Regions from separate parts of the Gossypium hirsutum genome. Here region 2 is linked to region 1. A link is a contact called in public Hi-C data. All regions are on one chromosome and are shown on one strand. The core of a region is the stretch at or near the end of the contact, and the rest is flanking DNA. Distances in the headings are between cores, read along the strand shown. Region 1 holds the start of LOC107962948 (G-type lectin S-receptor-like serine/threonine-protein kinase At1g11300). Region 2 holds the start of LOC107936677 (3'-N-debenzoyl-2'-deoxytaxol N-benzoyltransferase).

Region 1 (3,741 bases), core at 630-3,129:
TAGGGGTCTTTTTGTGGCAGAAAAGCCATGGGAAGCAAGGAATTCACTGGTGCAATTAGAACTCATTATGTGTTCGAAATGAGGAAGGGGGGATGGGGTTTCGCAATTTGAATTCTTTTAATGTTGCGTTACTGGACAAACAAGGTTGGCATTTGTTACATAATCCTAATTCATTACTAGCGCATACATTGAAAGCCAAATACTTTAAAAAGTCAAATTTTTTAAATTCCAGGTTAGGAAATTTACCTTCTCTTACTTGGCAAAGTATATGGTCATCTAAAGGTCTCATTTTGAATGGGATGGGATGAAGGATCAGTGATGGCATGAACGTCTCTATTTAGGGTGATGCTTCGGTTCCTGGAAGCAGAGAGTATAGAGTTCAGAATTTGAATGTCAATTCGAATTTGTTACTAGTGGCAAATTTAATCGATACTAGTACAAGGAAGTGGAAAACTGAACTAATCTCTAATACCTTTTCGGTCAGTGATGTAGAGCGGATTTTATGTATTCCTCTATCCATAAATAAACACAAAGATCACATAATCTGGCGTGGAGAGCCAACTGGGGAGTACACGGTTCATAGCGGACACAGATTGATTTTACAATAGGGATAGAACCAAACGCATTCTAATTACAGACATTTTTACAAAAGAATTTGGAGCCTAGATCTACCTTCTAAGATTAAAATTACAAATTGGAGACTTTTTCGCAACTTCTTGCCTACTTTTTGTAATCTTCACTACAGGAGACTGATGGGATCTGATATTTTTCGGAGGTGTCATAATGGACCGGAATCTAGTGAGCACGTATTCAAGGAGTGTCCTATAGCAAAGGAAACATGGTCTACGTTAGGATTTAACTGGCTTACTCAAGAGGATAACTCAGATTTCAGTGATTGGCTTAATAACATTTTTGAGTCATTTTCTTTTAATCAGTGCAGGACGATTGCATGTGCTTTACAGGTGCTTTGGAATATAAGGAACAGATTTCTACATGAAGGCGAATTAAAGTCTAGATCTCAAACGGTAGCCTTTATTAAGAACTATATTAGAGAATTGGATAGGTTGAGTTCGAGCTTACCAACGATGCGGGTTCTCACTAGTCGATAGGATGCCCCGACGGATCCTTGGGTAAAGATCAACTTTGATGCTACTTTCAAAAAGGATTTACAGGAATCTTGTTCAGGTTTAGTAGCAAGGAACGCAAGGTCAGAAGTCATTTTTGCTAAAACAGTGTTTCATAAGTATATACCTTCTACTTTTACTGCTGAAGCGATGGCGTGCCTCCGATCCGTTTTGGGCTACTTCTAGGGCTGCGAAAGGTAGAAGTTGAAGGCGACTCCCGAACAGTGATTCGAAAATTGCATGAGCAAGTCGATGACAGATCGGAAATCGAAGTTTTTATTCAAGATTCAAAACATCTGAGTTTCGATTTTGAGTCCTGTGTTTTTCGATTTGTATCAAGAGAAGCAAACAAAGTGGCTCATCTTATTGCTAAGGAGGGTTTACAGAAGAAGGAGACAACTTATCTGCAGAATATGTTCACTTTTGGTGTGGAAGAAGCTCTGAATGAAGATCGGCGAAGGGAGGAGTCCTTACGAGAATGATTTTAGTGGATTGCATCAGGAGAGTCTTTTGGAAGATGAATAATGGGAGGTGAGAAAGAGAGAAACTCTTTTTTTGAATTATCTGAGGAAATGATGGGCACTGATCAGCAATTAATGGAGGTCATCATTATAGTTGCGTTCTCCCAGATGTTTTTTTGTTAGTTTTGAAAGATGGGTTGAATAGAAAATAGCTGGCTAGTAGAAGCCTCTAGAGCTCCCCATTTTCGCCAACCTGGATCTTTTTTACAATTTATCTTGTTTTTCTATTTTGGATTGGACTCTTAGGCCCTGTTAAGTTGCTTCTGTTTTGTTTTGCTTTGGGTTTTTACCCCGTTCGATTTGTTTTCTGTTTCTTTTTGTACTAGGCTTGTTAGGCTTGGTCTTGTTATATTGTTTTAATAAAGATCCAGACATTTTCCTTCAAAAAAAAAACAAGTGTGACATTTATTTATATAATTATTTTTTATTGTCTTATTACATCTTATGATATACTTATCAAACTCTCAACCTACTTGTGTAGTCTAAAATATATTATTGACTGTGTATAAAATAATTTTTCATATATATATATACACAAATATCTCTTGAAAAAAATTTGTAAGTAATGAATAAACAAAAATAAGTGTTGATTTATTATTTTTTAAAAATTATTAAGATCAATAATGATACAATATGTTGCAATCTTGAATATGATATTATTAAGAAGGATAAGCACGAAGTTTGAAAAAACTTAATTTTCATAAATAGTAAAAAGAACATAAAAAATACATTAATTATAAAAAATTATGTGTTGAAAATATTGATTTACTTAATTTCTAACCTACACAATTTTGATCAATTTTAGATAATCAAAATAAATAATAAAATTTATTTTTTTTACATTATCTTTTTGGTATAAATAAATAATAAAAATTTAAATTTAAATTTAAATTTGAAAAATAATTTTAATTTTTTATACGGACCAGTACACTTATATTACGGCCTATACGAGAAAATTCAACTTATACTCACAGATAATTAAATTAAATTGAAGTAGATAAAGCCAATTTTTAAGTACTAAAATTTCAACGTAAAATTTATTGATGGTGACTAACGTGTACTTGAAATTGTATTCTGAAACCCAATAGAACCAAGCATTGTGCTCCTAATGGTCCAATTTGATGGCCCAAAATATTCTTTCTAATCATCACTTCATTGGGCTATGAGCGTTGATAGAATGAGCCTGATTGAATACCCAACCCATCCAAAAGGCCATAAAATTTTAATACCCAGAAAAGAAATTTATTATATCAAATATGAGGATCTCATTAATGGGAGGACATATGGGTCCTAAGCCTCGGAATGGTCTGAAGCTTCGAGTGGGGGCAGCAAATCACGAAGCTGACAAAGAGCGTGCTGTAAGCCGTGAGGTGTGCGCCTTGGCATCTGGCAGGAGAAAAGACGGCCTGCTGCAAACAAGGACACCCACATATATTGGACCCAGATATTTGTCCAATACTCCTAAGGTTGTTGTTTACCGGCAAATTTCGATTGCTGTCAGCCGTAAACACCATCTAAGCAATCAAGTTGAGGCAAATCGAAATGATTAAGCATAGCATTTTATATTGTAGTAATTATATTAAGTATTAAATTGTATTTTATTTTTAATTAAAAATGAATAAATTAATATATATACGTTAAAAATATGTACAAATTAATTTTTTATTAAAAATCACTAAACAATGATATGGAATCTAATACTTTAAATGGATTTTTTTATTTAAAAAAACATAAAATCTAATCTGGTATATTATGAAAGGCTTATTTATTTAAGAGTTGGATTGTATTTTATTATTTTTATTCGAAAAATAGATGAATTCGTCTATGAATGTTAGATAAAAAATTAAACTATTTTTTAAAAAAATAATTTCATCCATTTCTACTATCAAGTACTAATATGACTAACGGAAAAACCAAACAGTGATATAGAACATACCATATATACCTCATGTTAACATGATAATATTTAAAAAATCAAAAAATCCTAAAAAATAAGAATTTTTATAATTATTTAAAAACCACGTCTAGAAAATTGTCTATGTTCATCTTAGACATGATTTTTCAAATAATTATAAAAAATAGAAATATAAAAAATT
Region 2 (3,383 bases), core at 38-2,537, 480 kb after region 1:
TGCAGGCAATGCTGGCTTTACCACTTTGCGGATGTTCATCAAATATGAAAACTTCACCGTCTCCTCGCCTGGAATCTTTGAGGCTTTCACCCTGTTTATATCAACAATGAAGACCAGGTCAAAAACACTTCCATTGCTTACACATTATGTGAATTTAATTACACCAAACTTTTTTTAACTTACTTGGCTCGCCAAATATATGCACCTAAGATTTCAAAAGTGGTTAAACCCAGACCACTTTGTTCAAAAAGCAAAGCCTTGAGCTGGTCCAAGCATTCATCTTCCACATAAAAGCACTCCCTTTCAACATGTCCGATATCCTGTTTGTAAGGATTAAAACCTTTCTCCAAGCTTAGGAACTCAAGAACTGGGGCTTCAACTTTCGGGGGGTTTCTTGGACCCAATAGAGTGGATCGATCCCAAACCGGCTGATATTTTACTTCGTCCACCCCACGTGCGAAATCAGCTGCTATACAGAAAAACTGGGTCGCACCAAGCCCATCGCATAAAGCATTGTGTATAGCCGCCCCAAGAGTAAACCCACCACATTTGAACACCGTTAGCTGTAAAGTACAGGGGTTGACCAACGTTTCTTCCGGGCTTGGGTCGGGAACCAGCTGTTCAACCGAATTCATATCAGGGTCATCAAGGTGATTTACAGACTCCAATGTGCAGTCCACGCTGGCACTTACGAGCGGTAGGCTTTGGTCCAACCGACAGAAAAGCTCATACCTACCGTTGCTGGAACGGCCGAGAGATCCAGCCAGAGGATAATAGTGGTGGAGAGCGGCGGAGATGGCGGAGGAGATGACCTGGAAAGGGTCACGACCGGTGGTGTCGCTGTTGACGTAAGCTCGCAGGTAACGGAAGGTGACGTTGAGGGAGTGGTCATTATCTAGGTGAGAGAGGGGGAGGGTGTGATCGTGGGTGAAAGGTGGTGCGGTGGAGGGGCGGATGAGAGCAGTTTCTAAGACTTGGACCTTCATATTTTTTGGGTTTGTTAGGGGGAATTCCAGGGTTGGTGTTTAAAAAGGGTGAGGGTTCGTCAAAAATGGTTGGTGTTGACTAGTGAAATTTAAGGCTTTGCCTCAAGGCTAAACAAGCCTTTGCCTTTTTAACTAAAAATGCCTAAAGATCATCCCGGTTCAGTGTCCCTTCTTTGGATATTGACTAGTGGGGAACTGCCGTGCTGGTTATTAAGAATTGAGAGTACAATTGTTAATATTTTCTTCATTGCTACACATCTGCATCTACTCTTACTTTATTATAATATATGTATATTATTCCTTTTCCATTACATTTTTATTCTAATTAAAGAGAAAGTGAACAGGAGCATGATGGAAAAGTCAGGCCCTCTACCAAACCCCGCTATTCTCACCCACTTATTCTTTACTAATATTATTATGGTTCTAAATTATTTACATTTTGGATGATCCTCGACAAAGTGAAGGAAAAATTAGAAAAAAATAATGTCCCTTTTTAATCAATTGGTGACTGATGTTGTTAAATACAGTCAAATTGGAACAAGAAAACAAATGCAAGAGCTAGTTGTACCGGTCCCCATAGTGTTTTTTCAAAATTAAAATTTGACTTCACCTAATTATTAGTATTTTGAAAAAAATTATCACAAAATTATGACATACTACTGACGGCTCACTAGCTTTATTGAGATTGATTTGTTTTGGTCACTCGTCTCTTAAGATGTTTTTTGGGTTCAAAAAGAATGAAATAGTAAGAAAATTATAATCTAATTACTCTACCATAGGCATCTGCCTGTAGTGAAGGGACAACATTGGGAAATGGATCTACTGTTGGAAATATACTACTGCAAACAAAACTGTTAGCACTAACAAGAAATAAAATTAAGTGTAAATAAATAAAGAAATTATTGTGCCGTGGAAGAACTACTACCTTAAAAGCGATTTCGCCCTGATCGGTATAATTGAAAGTGGATGTCGCTCCCAATGTTAATACAATACTTTCAAATTCGTACGCTCGAATGAGAAAGATGGAACTTAAAAGGATTGCTCTTCTAGTAAAAGTTAGAAAATACACAGGAAGAAACTCAGGTAAATCACAGCAGGTTCAATTCCCAAGAAAGATTGGAGGGGTCACAGACGGTAGACCTGCAAACAATCAGCAGCATAGGGAGCCTCGTCATAGTAGGAGGGTATCTTGTAGGCCTGAGTTCTTCCAATTTGAAAAAAGTGTTTTTAACACTAAGTCTGCCGAATAAGAAGAAATGACCTACTCACATATGACGAAGCAATGCAGAATTTTGATTTCAAGCTCTGGGAAATAGTTATTAAAGCTTAGATGGACTCTATGTATTCCAATTCAGTGTGGGAACTTGTAGACTTACTGAAAGGGAAATAACCCATGTGGTGTAAATGGATCTATAAGAGGAAAATAAATCCTGATGGAAAAGTAGAAACTTATAAGGTCAGACTTGTAGCAAAAGGATATACTAAAAAATAAGGTATCGATTATGAAGAAACATTATGAAGAAACAATCTTTTCAGTTGTCATGCTCAAAGTTAATCCACATATTACTATCCATACGACATCTTTCAATTACGATTTCTAGCAAATTGATGTTAAGACAAAAAAAATTAATGTCTATCTTGATGAAAGCATCTACATGATGCAACCCACAGGATATATAGCTAAAGGAAACGAGGAAAAAGTTTGCAAACTACTTAGATCTAACTATGGAATTAAGCAAACATCCTGCTCATGGAATCAAATATTTGATCAACCGATCAAGACTTTTGGATTCGAGCAAAATGTAGATGAACCTTGTGTTTACAAATATTTAGTGGATGGAAAGATGGTCTTTATCGTTCTATATGTCGATGACATTCTACTCATTGGAATTGATGTAAGAGCATTGTCATCGATTAAACTGTGGTTAACTCAATAGTTTATCATGAAGGACTTAGGAAAAGCTAATTTAGTTCTAGGTATTCAAATCTTAAAGGATTGAAAGAACAATGTGATAGCACTGTCTCAGGCTTCATACATAGGCAAGATATTGGAGTGTTATGCAATGGCCAATTCGAAGAAGGGAAATCAACCCTTCGTATTGAAATTTCATGTCTTTTTAGAAGATTGTCCTAAGACAGCGAAAGAAAAAAAGAATATGAGAAAGGCTCCTTATGCCTTGGCAGTAGGAAGTCTCATGTATGTTACACTATGTACACGCTTAAATATCTATTTTGCAGTGAGGTTGGTAAGTCGATATTAGGCGAATCCAAGACCAAGACAATAGAAAGAAATTAAGCATATACTGAAGTATTTACGGAGAACGAGGGATTATATGCCTGTGTATTCTAGAGGAGATATCACTCCTATCAAATATATTGATTCTGAATTCTATTACG

What was found. Hi-C and Micro-C count contacts between places; a contact is called where the count stands out from the background.
Region 2: a Hi-C map of hypocotyl shows a contact between it and region 1, with 3 times the contacts expected there. The contact joins the promoter of LOC107936677 here to the promoter of LOC107962948 in region 1. A contact is called at or near these places in 7 of 34 Hi-C or Micro-C datasets (anther, hypocotyl, leaf and 1 more).

What each region holds. Positions count from the first base shown.
Region 1 is chrA06:81,368,817-81,372,557 of Gossypium_hirsutum_v2.1, forward strand. It overlaps LOC107962948 (G-type lectin S-receptor-like serine/threonine-protein kinase At1g11300), which reads right to left and starts at 1,880. Exons shown (of 5, transcript XR_005928188.1): 1 at 1,252-1,880; 2 at 1,081-1,152; 3 at 247-357.
Region 2 is chrA06:81,848,412-81,851,794 of Gossypium_hirsutum_v2.1, forward strand. It overlaps LOC107936677 (3'-N-debenzoyl-2'-deoxytaxol N-benzoyltransferase), which reads right to left and starts at 1,288. Exons shown (of 2, transcript XM_016869425.2): 1 at 184-1,288; 2 at 1-91. The coding sequence starts at 986.